Linked DNA regions of Sus scrofa: region 1 is linked to region 2. The links are chromatin contacts, called in public HiChIP or PLAC-seq maps. All regions are on one chromosome and are shown on one strand. Each heading gives the region's core, a stretch centred on a gene start, on an enhancer-like site or on the middle of the called end of the contact. The rest is flanking DNA. Distances are from core to core; before and after follow the strand shown.

Evidence for each region. HiChIP or PLAC-seq counts read pairs in DNA pulled down with a chosen protein or histone mark.
Region 1: a contact with region 2 is called in an H3K27ac HiChIP or PLAC-seq map of skeletal muscle, with 4 times the contacts expected there. The contact joins two enhancer-like sites. A contact is called at or near these places in 1 of 47 Hi-C or Micro-C datasets (embryonic fibroblasts) and 1 of 2 datasets of contacts at active chromatin or transcription factors (skeletal muscle).

Annotation. Positions count from the first base shown.
Region 1 is chr7:60,498,266-60,504,153 of Sscrofa11.1, reverse strand. No RefSeq gene overlaps it. Among named protein-coding and RNA genes, the nearest start is that of ADPGK, 83 kb to the left of the region's middle. Within about 2 kb of position 4,428, at least 1 of the 83 cell types and tissues checked has an H3K27ac peak or open chromatin away from gene starts, as enhancers often do. A contact at or near this core is called in skeletal muscle, where this site is marked.
Region 2 is chr7:60,328,692-60,334,001 of Sscrofa11.1, reverse strand. No RefSeq gene overlaps it. Among named protein-coding and RNA genes, the nearest start is that of NEO1, 31 kb to the right of the region's middle. Within about 2 kb of position 2,966, at least 6 of the 83 cell types and tissues checked have an H3K27ac peak or open chromatin away from gene starts, as enhancers often do. A contact at or near this core is called in skeletal muscle, where this site is marked.

The DNA of each region.
Region 1 (5,888 bases), core at 3,179-5,678, 170 kb before region 2:
GGGCTCTGAAGATTCCGAGCTCAGGGGACTGGGTGTTTGAACGGGGAAGAAAGAGGAGTAGGTAAAAGGAGATAAAATTCAGGCTGGGGGATGAGAGACGAGGACCAGGGAGAACTTAGTGGGGGTGGTACCTCATGTCATGGTTCAGGCCATGGATGGGTTTGGGGATGGGAAGATGGGGAGACTGTGTCTCATTTCTTCTAGGATGTAAATAGTGCAACATCAGAGAGAATGTGAATTAACCACTCATTCCACCTCACCCAGACACGTTTTCACTTCCAGTGGTTTGAGAAAGGGATAAGGAAATGCCTCTGGGCCCTGGAGAGGGGCCAGGCAGGTGCCTGACTATGGTGTGTTCCCATGGCTGCCAGGGGACTCCAGGGCAGAGGCAGTGGGAAGGGCAGCCCTGGGCCAGCACAGTATAGAGATGGGTCAGTCTCAGGATGGAGAGGGTCAGCCATTGTTCCAAGGGCAGAGGGCAATAGACTGTACTCTGTCTGCTGAGAAAATGGACCATAAGTCACTCCAGCAACAGATGCTGTTACAGGAATGGATTGGGGGCCTCCGCTGACACCCAGACAGGCCAGCTCACTTCTGCAGGGCTTGGCAAGGACCAGAGGACAACACATTGACCAGGAGCCCCCCTTCTCTGCCTCTGTCATGTCTTCCAAATCATGCTAGCTTTTTTTCCCCCTCAGCAGGTATGAACTATTCTGATTTTATTTATATATTCATTTATTTTCTTTTCTTTTTAGGGCCATACCTGCAGCATATGGAAATTCCCTGGTTAGGGGTCAAATCAGAGCTGCAACTGCTGGCCTACACCACATCCACAGCAATGTAGGATCCCAGCTGCATCTGCTACTTATACCACAGCTTGTGGCAACACCGAATCCTTAACCCACTGAGCAAGACCAGGGATCGAACCCACGTCCTCATGGATTCTAGTCAGGTTCTTAACCCACTGAACCACAATAGAAACGCTCGTGCTAGCTTTTACTTGTGTTTTTCCTTCATGTCATTTTCACAATTGCCATCAAATGCTGAGTAAATAATCATTCAGGGATTATTTACTATTTGAACTGGAGAGTCTCTGAAGGCAGGAACCACATTTGTGTCCCCAGAGCCTAATGCAGTGCCTGGCACATAGGCGTGTATATTTACTGAATGAATGGTGACGTGAATGAATGGTGACCTGAATGAATGGGAGTCACACCCTTAGTGCCGGCTGAGGGGTTGGGGCAGGATTCCAACACAGGGACTGCTTGCATAGCCAACCAAGGTGCTGCTGGGAAGAGGGAAGTCCTTCTTGGATGCCTTGAGGACAGGGACTGTGCAGGCTTTTGATCAGTCCTGCCGATTTGCCTAGATCTGGGCTTGCTGCCGCATGACCAGGCAGTGCACGGGATTCGTCAGCTTCAGACTCAGGTGTGTAGAGCTGGGCCACCTGCCACACCACATCCTGCCTCAGCCCCAGCCTCTTCAGCGCTTGGCTCCTTTGATACCCAGAAGGGTCTTGTCTCAACCAGGGGCTCTCACAGCTCCCTTTTCACCCCTGCTCTGTCCTTCCCACTGGCTGCAGAACTTCCCCTCACCTCCCTCCTATGGGAGGTCCTGCCTTCCTATCTCTGGACCCATAAAAAGTCACTTTAGCTTCAATCAATAGGCTGTCTCTTTAACAAGGGAGATGCTGGTTTGCAGAACAGAGCCTTCTTGCCAAGGCAGGGGCAGAGCTAGTTTCCTCAGACAGCTCTGCTTTTCAGGATAAGGCATTAGGCTGCATCAGCAGATTTTTGCTTTTTATGAGGACATATATATGAGTCCCCAAAGCAACCTCCCAGAGAGGGTACAGGAGGGTGGGAGAGTGGGGAGAAGGAGGAAGAAACATATTTCTGAAAGTTCAGAGACAGTGCTGCTCAGATTCTGTCCTCTCTGCCACCTTCCTGTCCCTTCTTTCGAGTCTCTGTGTGTACTGAGTGGTATTGTTTACCCACAACGTCCACTCATACAGTGTAAACACCCAAGTCTGCCCAGGACCAGAATGCATGTGTGTGTGCGTGCGTGCATGCACAGGTGAACACACACACGCACACACACATGCTCTTGGCCCACACGCACCCCAGCGTGTCTAGATGATGCCATTCCTCTGGCCAGCTGTGCACTCCCTGCCACTCCCTCCTGCGTTCACCACCCAGCTTATGCCTGGCCTTACCTCACGCGTTAGCTCGCTTTCCTGTCATCCCTTCCCAGGGAGGCCCTGGCCCAGTGCCCTGGTGAAATGCTCTTATGGTACCAAGTGCTGTTCCATCCTCACCACTCACCACCTCTTGGGGGCGTTTTCTGTAGTAGCTCTTGACTTACATTTGTGTGTGTTTCTTTGGTTAATTTATGTGTCACCTTCCAAGCCATAATCTTCAAGTGACAGTCACCATTGTGTTCTGTCTTCCACCCTCAGCATGGACAGAGCAGGTCCACATTAAATAAATGCTGAATGAATGAATGGACGTGGTTGGCAGCTTCCAAAACAGCCCCCAAGGATCCCACCTCCTGGTGTTCAGTTTCTTGTGCAAGTCTCTCCCCTGAATGTGAGCCTGGAGCTAGTGACTCACCTCTCATGAGTAGAATGAGGCAGAAGTGATGGATGTCACTTCTGAGATTAGGTTACACAAGGTGTCACTCCACCTCTCTCCCTCCTCCCCCTCCCCCTCATTGACTTGCTTGCTCTGATGAAGCTAGATGCCATATTGTGAGCTTCCCTACGGAGAAGTCTAGGTGGCAAGGACCTGAGAGTGGCTTCCAGATGACGGCCAGTGAAAAGCTGACCCCTGTCAACAACCAGGACGGTTGGGCTTTGAGGTGACTGCAGACCAGGCAGACAACCTTGAGTGCAGCTTCATGAGATGGTTGAGCCAGACGACCCAGCTGAGCTGTGCCCTGATTCCTGACCCACAGAAACTGTGAGATGATGAATGTTGTTCATTTAAACCACTACGTTTTGGAGTCATTTGTTACGAAGCAGTATGTAATGAATATAACAAATGGATGACTGAGAAACAAGCTGTAAGAACCTGCCTATCTATCTATGTATCTATGTATGTACATATCTATTGTTTATCCTCATTTCTGTATCATCAGTGGCCAAGTAACCCTACATATCAAGAAACTCATAATCTAATTAAGGAGACCAAGATTGCAGGTGGGTGGTGGGGGTAGGCGGTGGTGTCTGGTTGGCCCAAACACACCCTCTACACCTGTTCTCCAGTTGCCTGCTTCCAGGTCCTTGACCTTCCACTTTGAACCTCTCTCTTGGCCTCCTCCTGTAGTACCCCCAAACTTTCCTCCTCACCCAGCCCTCCAAGAGCCTCTCCTCCGTTGTCCCACAGTCCCGTAAAACCCAACCCTGCCTGGGCAGAGCCATTTGGCTTCTGTGCGCCTATCCCAACACTGCTGTGCATGGCTCCGAAGTCTGTCACAGGAATGCACCCCAAGGACACTGCACATCCATGGTCTGTGGTTACCTGGTTCCTCCACAGGTCAGGTCATCCCTTTTAGGTTTCCTCAGGGGCTCTGTTTCCTGTTCTCCGCACAGGCTGTTCCAATCCTCCTCAAACCTCCAACCTGACCATTCCTCCGCCCATTACCTCTCAGCCTCCTGCCACCATCAGCAATAATCTCGCTGCTGCCTCACAGATAAAATTCCCCTGCTTTTCTGCCATCAAACCTCAAACCTATCTGAATTTGTGCCTCCAATCCCCTCTTTATCTCCTGTTACCACGGAGGCCTGCCTCCTAGATTCTGGCCCCTCCCACCTTCCCCGGGACCTCTCTTTCCTCTTCCTTACTTATAGCTGCAGTCTTTACCTCCCTGTTGGTCTCTTCCCATCCATATTGAAATATGTTCAGGTCTTCGTTATCTTAAAAAAAATCTTCATTGACACCACTGTGTCCTCTCCAGCTGTCATTATCCCACCTCTTCTCCCTTTGCAACCAAATTTCTTGAGGGTTTCTACACTTGTTGTCTTTCTGCCTCACTTACCCCTCAACACTTGGCCATCAAAATTCTGCCCCTTCTTGTCCATTGAGGCTACTTTCATCAAGATCACCAGGGGTGTTTCGCCACTGAATCCGATGGAATTTTCCTTTTCTTTTTTGCTTGGTTCTCAGTGGCACTTGATGACATTGACCATGCCCTTCTCACAAGTCTCACTTCCTCTGTCTTCCAGGATCTCACCTTCCTCATTTTCTCCCTACCTCTCTGACTGCTACACTTCAGTCTCTCTTCATGCTTTCTCTGACTACTGCTCAAATGTTCCTTCTCCATGGGCCTCTGCCTTTGTCATTTTTGCTCTCGTCAGCCTATATATTTAGCATCTAATTGCTTCTGTTAGCATCTAATCATGATGCCATTTATACACTGAGGAATTTTGGCTGCAAATGATAGAAGCTCAATTCACACTAGCTCAAGCAAAAATAGAGAGAACATTTTGGCTAGTATAACAGACTAGTTTAGAAATGGCACTGACCTCAGACATTTCTGGATTTGGGGACTCAAATAATGTTGTCAAGCATCTCTCTCCCTCTTTTTTTTGTGGGGGGGAAGCAGGGCTCTGTTTCTATCACTATATTTGCCTCATTATCTTCTATTGCAGACTGGCTTCCTCATGTGGTAGGAGTGAGGGGCAGAGGAGTGGCTATAGATAGTTCAAGGTTTTATCACTCTGGAGGAAGGAAGGAAAGAACTTCTCTCTCCCAAAATTGTTATTTCATTCCCAAGAAGGGGCTCTGGTTAATCTGGAGTCATACGCCTACTCAATGGCATTTGCAAGGAATTTGGGGTGGCGGTGGTGGCCCTTTGTTGCCAACCTCCCAGGACCACAAGGAATTATGGAAGATGGATTTCTACAGGAAGAGTGAGGTCCTGTTAAAAGAAGAAGAGAGAAGTATACAGAATGAACAAAACAGATCCACACTATAATTGATTCCTCCAGTCCAGACCTTTCCTCTGTGCTTCAGTTTTAACCACCTGATATTTATCTCTACTTGAATGTCCCCAAATCAACATGTTTTTGCATAGATATCCTAGGAAATATATCCTGAGTCAAAATGCATTTAATAAGGCTTCATGGGAGATGCAATTTCATGGTAGCACAGACTGATAGAAAAAAGGTAAATGAGACAGGGAAAGCAGGAAGCAAATACAAGTTGGTATGTTACCAACTGTTTGTTATTGAGTTGCATTGTGTCCCTCAAAATACATGCCAAAGTCCTAACCTGCAGGACGTGTCAGTGTGCCCTTATTTGGATAGAGGGTCTTTACAGACATAACTAGCTAAGAGGAAGTCTTACTGGATTAGGGTGGGCCTTATATCCAATGTGTTTGGGGTCTTTATTAGAAAAGGCAAGGTCACACAGAGACACAGACACAGAGGGGAGAAGGCTGTGGAGACAGAGGCAGAGACAGGAGTGATGTTGCCATAACCAAGGAACATGTGTGGCCACCACACGCTGGAAGAGGCCAGGAAGGACTCTCTCCTAGAGACTTGGGAGGGAGCACAGCCCAGTCAACACTTTGACTCAGACTTCTGCCCTCCAGAACTGTGAGAGGATAATCTTTCATTCTTTTAAACCATTCAGTTGTGGTGCTTTGTTATAGCAGTTCTGGAAACTAATACACCAAACTAGCCACAGCTTCATGTTGCCTGGGCACATGGAATGTCCTGTAAACAGGTCTTACAGAAGAACTTTGCCTTGGAGGACACTCCTTTGGGGGAGGAGGCATGGAGAGAGAGATTTATCTGATGGCTTCTTCCTTTCTCCTCCTGTACCTCATGGATCAGGTCTGCTTTATGATTATTAACTCCCATGCATTTCTGGGTTGTGTTGACTGAC
Region 2 (5,310 bases), core at 1,717-4,216:
TTCTGAGTTGTGCCTCAGCCCCCGAATTCATATATTAAAGCCCACACTCCCCATGTGACTGTATGAGTTGGGGCCCTTCAGGATGTGACTTTTGTTAGAGATCATAAGGGTGGAGCCCTGATCTGATACATCAGATACCCTTCTAAGAAGAGGAAGAGACACCAGAGCTCAAGCTCCATCATGCGAGGTTGCAGAGAAGGCAGCCATCCCCCCAGGAAGAGGGGCCTCACCAAGCACACAACCTGGCCGGACCTTGATCTGGGACATTCCAGCCTCCAGAACTGTGAGAAATACTTTTTGTTGGTGAAGCCGCCCAATCTGAGCTATTTTTGTTATGGCAGCCTGAGCAGACTAACATAGAGCTTTTTCTCCATTTCGTTTTTCCTTTTTGGGGGAGTTGGGGGTGGGGGCCACATATGGAATTTCCCACTGAAGGGGTTAAAGCAGAGCTGCAGCTGCCGGCCTACACCACAGCTATAGCAATGACAAATCTGAGCTGCATCTGTGACCTACACCACAGCATGCAACAATGCCAGATCCTTAACCCACTGAGTAGGCCAGGGATCAAACCCTTGTCCTCATGGATACCAGTTGGAATGGTTCCCACTGAGCCACAACGGGAACTCCAGTTTTTCCTCTTTTCACCAGAAGGGAAGAATGGTATAGGTAAAATTCACAATAAGGCTGTTAAAAACAAAGAGACTTTAGAGTTTCTGCTGCGGCACAGTGGGTTAAGAATCCAACTGCAGCAGCTTGGGTTGTTTTTGAGGTACAGGTTCCACCCTGGCCCAGTTCAGTGAGTTCTGTTGTTCCCATGTTACCAGAGCTGCAGCGTAGGACACAGATGTGGCTCAGAGTCAGTCCCTGGCCGTGAACTCCATATGCTGTGGGTGTGGCCATTAAATAAAGAGAGAGAGAAACTTCTATCACTTTTAACTCCAATAGTGGCTGCTGGGAAAGGGACAAGAATGATAGAGAACACATCATCTTTCCTGGGCGCTACTCAAAATTCCTAGGCATGAGGCTAAATTTAGCTGGCCAGAACGTTCTCTTAATACTGCTACTACTGCTACTGCTACTACTGCTGCTGCTGCTACTACTGCTACTGCTACTACTGCTGCTGCTGCTGCTGCTACTACTGCTACTGCTACTACTGCTGCTGCTGCTGCTACTACTGCTGTTGCTGCTACTACTACTGCTACTACTGCTTTTGCTGCTACTACTGCTGCTACAATTACTGCTGCTACTACAACTACTACTACTGTTGCTGCTGCTACTGCTACTGCTGCCACTGCCACTGCTACTACTGTAATAATAATAAAGACTGGGCTTTGGAATTGACCCCACATGTTTCTACCCTTCTAATTGAATGACCTGGAATTTCTTCTTGGGTCCTTTAAAAGCATCTAAAAGTGAACTCATATACAGTTTCCCTATGCCTTTCCCCATTGTTGAGGTCTCTGAAAGCTTTTCTGGGGAACTGCATGAGGTAATGGATGCAAAAGTGTTTTGAAAAATACAAAGCATTCCACCCATGCAAGCTATTATTGGAAGGAAGCAGAAGGATGAATTTAAATCCCAAGATCCCCTGAAAAATGTGTGAAAGGTGGCCCCGTTTAGACTGTCATCCTCATGGTGAATTTACAGACCATTTAGCAATTTCTCCAGGTGCTCACGCCTGTTCCCTCGGTGACATCCTTGCCCTGTGCTGGAGAGAGGCTAACTCTCCCAAGTCTGGCCCTATGGACAGCAGCAGTGCCTGCAGAGGAAGGGGCTTGGTTGCTAGGAGACCAGCAAAAGTGGGCAGCCAGCTCCCAAGCAGGTTAGGATTCGGCGAGGAAGGATTTTTAAAAGCCTATTTCCATCTCCTTCTGCTAGAATTGAAATTCTCTTCAGGGTCCGGCCGCCAGTGATACAATCTGCTTACATTACTGGTATTGAGAAGCCCTTAAAAGGGATCTATTTGGCCATTTCTTGTGTTTCCCTCCCACAGTGCCTAGAAAGACAGGCACTTTAAATAAAAGGGGGATGGGAGGGAGGCAAGAGTTGATGGAGTCCATAGCAGAAGCAGAGAAGTGACAGCAGGAATTAACCCAAGCACATCTGATCATGACCCTTGGGCCCCGAAGAGGAAATAATTGTGCTCAAGCTATGTTAAATGACTGCGCACCTTCCATTGTCTCTAAGTCCATCATGGCAGGCAACTACACAGCACTAAAAGTGTTTTTCAAGTCCACGAAGGGTGCGTCAAGCAGGTCTTTTTTCCTGGAGTTTATCTTCACAGAAACAGCTTGACATATGCCTCTGGGCTAATTGGAGGAGGTTGACACTGCATATAAGTTTCCCCTTTGAGGATTACGAAAAGAATACGATTTTCAAATAAGAACTGTTTGTTTGGTTTTGTTTGCCCAAAGCACGCAGCATACCCAGGAAATCAAATGCTTTTTCAAACCCTGTGAGCCTTCAGCAAGATACACGGATGCTTACGACTGCCGAGAACAGAGTATTGAACTCAGGAGGAATCAGCTGGAAAAACAGTGGAATAATAGGTGCATTTAGAGTCACTTATGGGCTGAAGCTTGACAGTCTTTGTGCCTTGTTACTGCTGGAGCATTGAGAGCAAAGCAGCAGTGCTGATTCATCAGGAAGAAAGCTCTCAGGTCGTATGAAAATAAACCATCTCTGAAGAGGTTCCAGTGCCCTCAGCAGACATGCTTTATTTGGTTAAAGCATAATGTCGAGTGACAAAACACAAGAACAATTTCAGTATTTACTGGGACGCGCTGGCTTTCAGCCTGCTTTGATAGGCAGTTGGGGTGGGGTAGGAGGGACTCCAGTGGGACACAGAAATTGGGTGAGAAAAGAAAGGTTCAGGAAAATCAAGCACATGCCTAGGATGGCACCTGTTTAATGGAGATGAAGATGAGGGCAGACCTGAAATCTGAGAAGAGCGTGCAACTGAAAAGATTGCCAACCCTTCCTTGACTGATAGCAGGAAGTGTGAGAAACTCAAGGATAAGCTGACTCAGGGACTTGCAACCAGGTGGGGAGATGAAATACCATGACACTAGGCATATACACGCGAAAGAACTGAATCTCATATGTGCTCCCACATCAAACTCACTGAATGAAGGACCAAGCACTAGAGCCATTTCCCCCAAACTTCTCCATTGTATGTGGTGGAAATAAGTACTTTGTATACAGAAACTTTTTTTTTTTTTAATTTTATGGCTGCACCCATGGCATATGGAAGTTCCCAGTCCAGGGATAAATCCAAGCCTCAGCTGCAACCTATGCCTCAGCTGCGGCAATGCCAAATCCTTTTAACCCACCGTGCTGGGCTAGGGATCAAACCCATGCCTCCACAGAGACCCGAGCCACTGCAGTCATATTCTTAACCCTACTGCACACCAGCAGGAATTCCTATGTATGGAGACTCTTGAGCAGAACAAACATGGGCTTTGGGGTCACAGAGAATGGGTTCAGATCCTCACTCTGCCATTTAGTAGGGTGGGACCTTGGACAAAATATTTACTCTTCTGAGTCTGTTTTCTTGTCTGTAACACAAGGGAGGTGCTGCCTTCCTCCAGTGCAACAGTTTTTGGGGAAAGCCCAGTTCCATCTGTCTTATTCCCACTCCAGATTCAAATACTCGTGAGAGAGGGTCTACCTGGGGATTGTAATGGAAGGGGCAGGTCTTGCCCAGAATTACATGGTGTGAGAGAGGGACACATTTCCAAAAGGATAGATGCTTGGCAGATGAAAACATGATCCAAACAAAACAACCTTAAAGGAATTTTTGAACACCTTAGTTCAAAGAGTGGGTGAAATTGTACTTCTTCAGAAGTTTATGTTAAAGTGATGGTAGCTTTGCAATGTCAAAGAAACGTCACACTAGGATTTGGGTGATGCTGGCAGTACTTTCCACATTTCCTAAGAGGATACCCAGGGACTTACCATCAGATGGTGCTGTAGGTTTTCTCACAACCAGCCTAAATACCTGCATACCCTCACTACCTCTGGACCCCAAAGGGCAAACTTAATGCCCCTTGCTGGGCAGTGGCTCTTTCCTGGGAGATCCCTTTTCCCATTCCTCTATGAATGAACATGATTCTATAGGCCTGGATGCCCCCCTCAAAGATTCCACTTTGGGAACGTTGTGTCCCTTCACCAGATGGATGAGCAAGAGCAGGTATCAGCTCTTGGCAAAAGCTGCATTTAGACCTGGTGAGCAGGTAGAAATCTCAGATCACTGGTTGTTGTTTTTTCCTTTCAAATAGCAACAGAACCCTAGCAGGAGCAGCTGAGTTTAGGCCAGAAAGCACCCCAGGGCTGAGTCTGGGGCAAGGCTCTGATTGAAAAAGAAGAAGGGCAGCTCCTTGACTTTCTGCTCCCTAGGGCACAGTCTGTATATCCTAGGTCATCCTAGAACCAGGAGGGGAGAAGGGTAAGAGGTTTCCCCAGGAAGAAAGGCCCAGGAAGCTGCCTGGCCATGTGTAGGTTACTATGGCAATAGTCCAAGTCTTTTCTGGCTCAAGCTTCTCATCCTAGGCATAACCTAGCCACCTGACCCATGGCTGGAGGTGCCTCTGGAAAGTCTCACTTGATCCTCCATCACCCCTTCTCCAGCTTGGACCTAACTCTTGCCATGCCTAAGGGAGCTGGCTGACAAATAAATTATCTATGCCCATGGGTCTAGCTGCATATGAGGGCACCCCACTTCTTACCTTCTCCCAGAAGTCAGAAACCTAGAAAAGTCACTGTGATGGTGAATTTTATGTGTCAACTTGACTGGGCATGGGGTGCCCAGATTAAACATTATTTCTGAGTGTGTCTGTGAGGGTGTTTCTAGATGGGATTAATATCTGAAACCATGGACTCAGTAAATTGCTCTCCCCAAGGTAGGCAGGCAACATCCAATCTATCCAAGACCTGAAGAGAACAAAAAGCACAGGAAGGAGGAATTTGCCCTCTTTTACCCTGCCTCACCCCTTGAACATCTCATCTCATTTTCTCTTGCCCTTGAACTAGGATTTATACCATTGGCTCCCCCGGTTTTCAGGCCTTTGGACTTGGACCGAATTACACCACTACTTTTCCAGGGTCTCCTCTCGGCCTCCATAATCTTATGCACCAATTTCCCATTTTATATGTACGTGTATCTGTACTGTTTCTCTGGCGAACCCTGATTAATACAGTTATTCTCTCAACTACTCTTCGAATTACAAAGGATGTAGGGTTCTAAGTCTTCCTACTGTGTCAGAAGCTTCTGTGCTGCATTTCCTCCAGAGCCAAAACCTTAACCCCAAC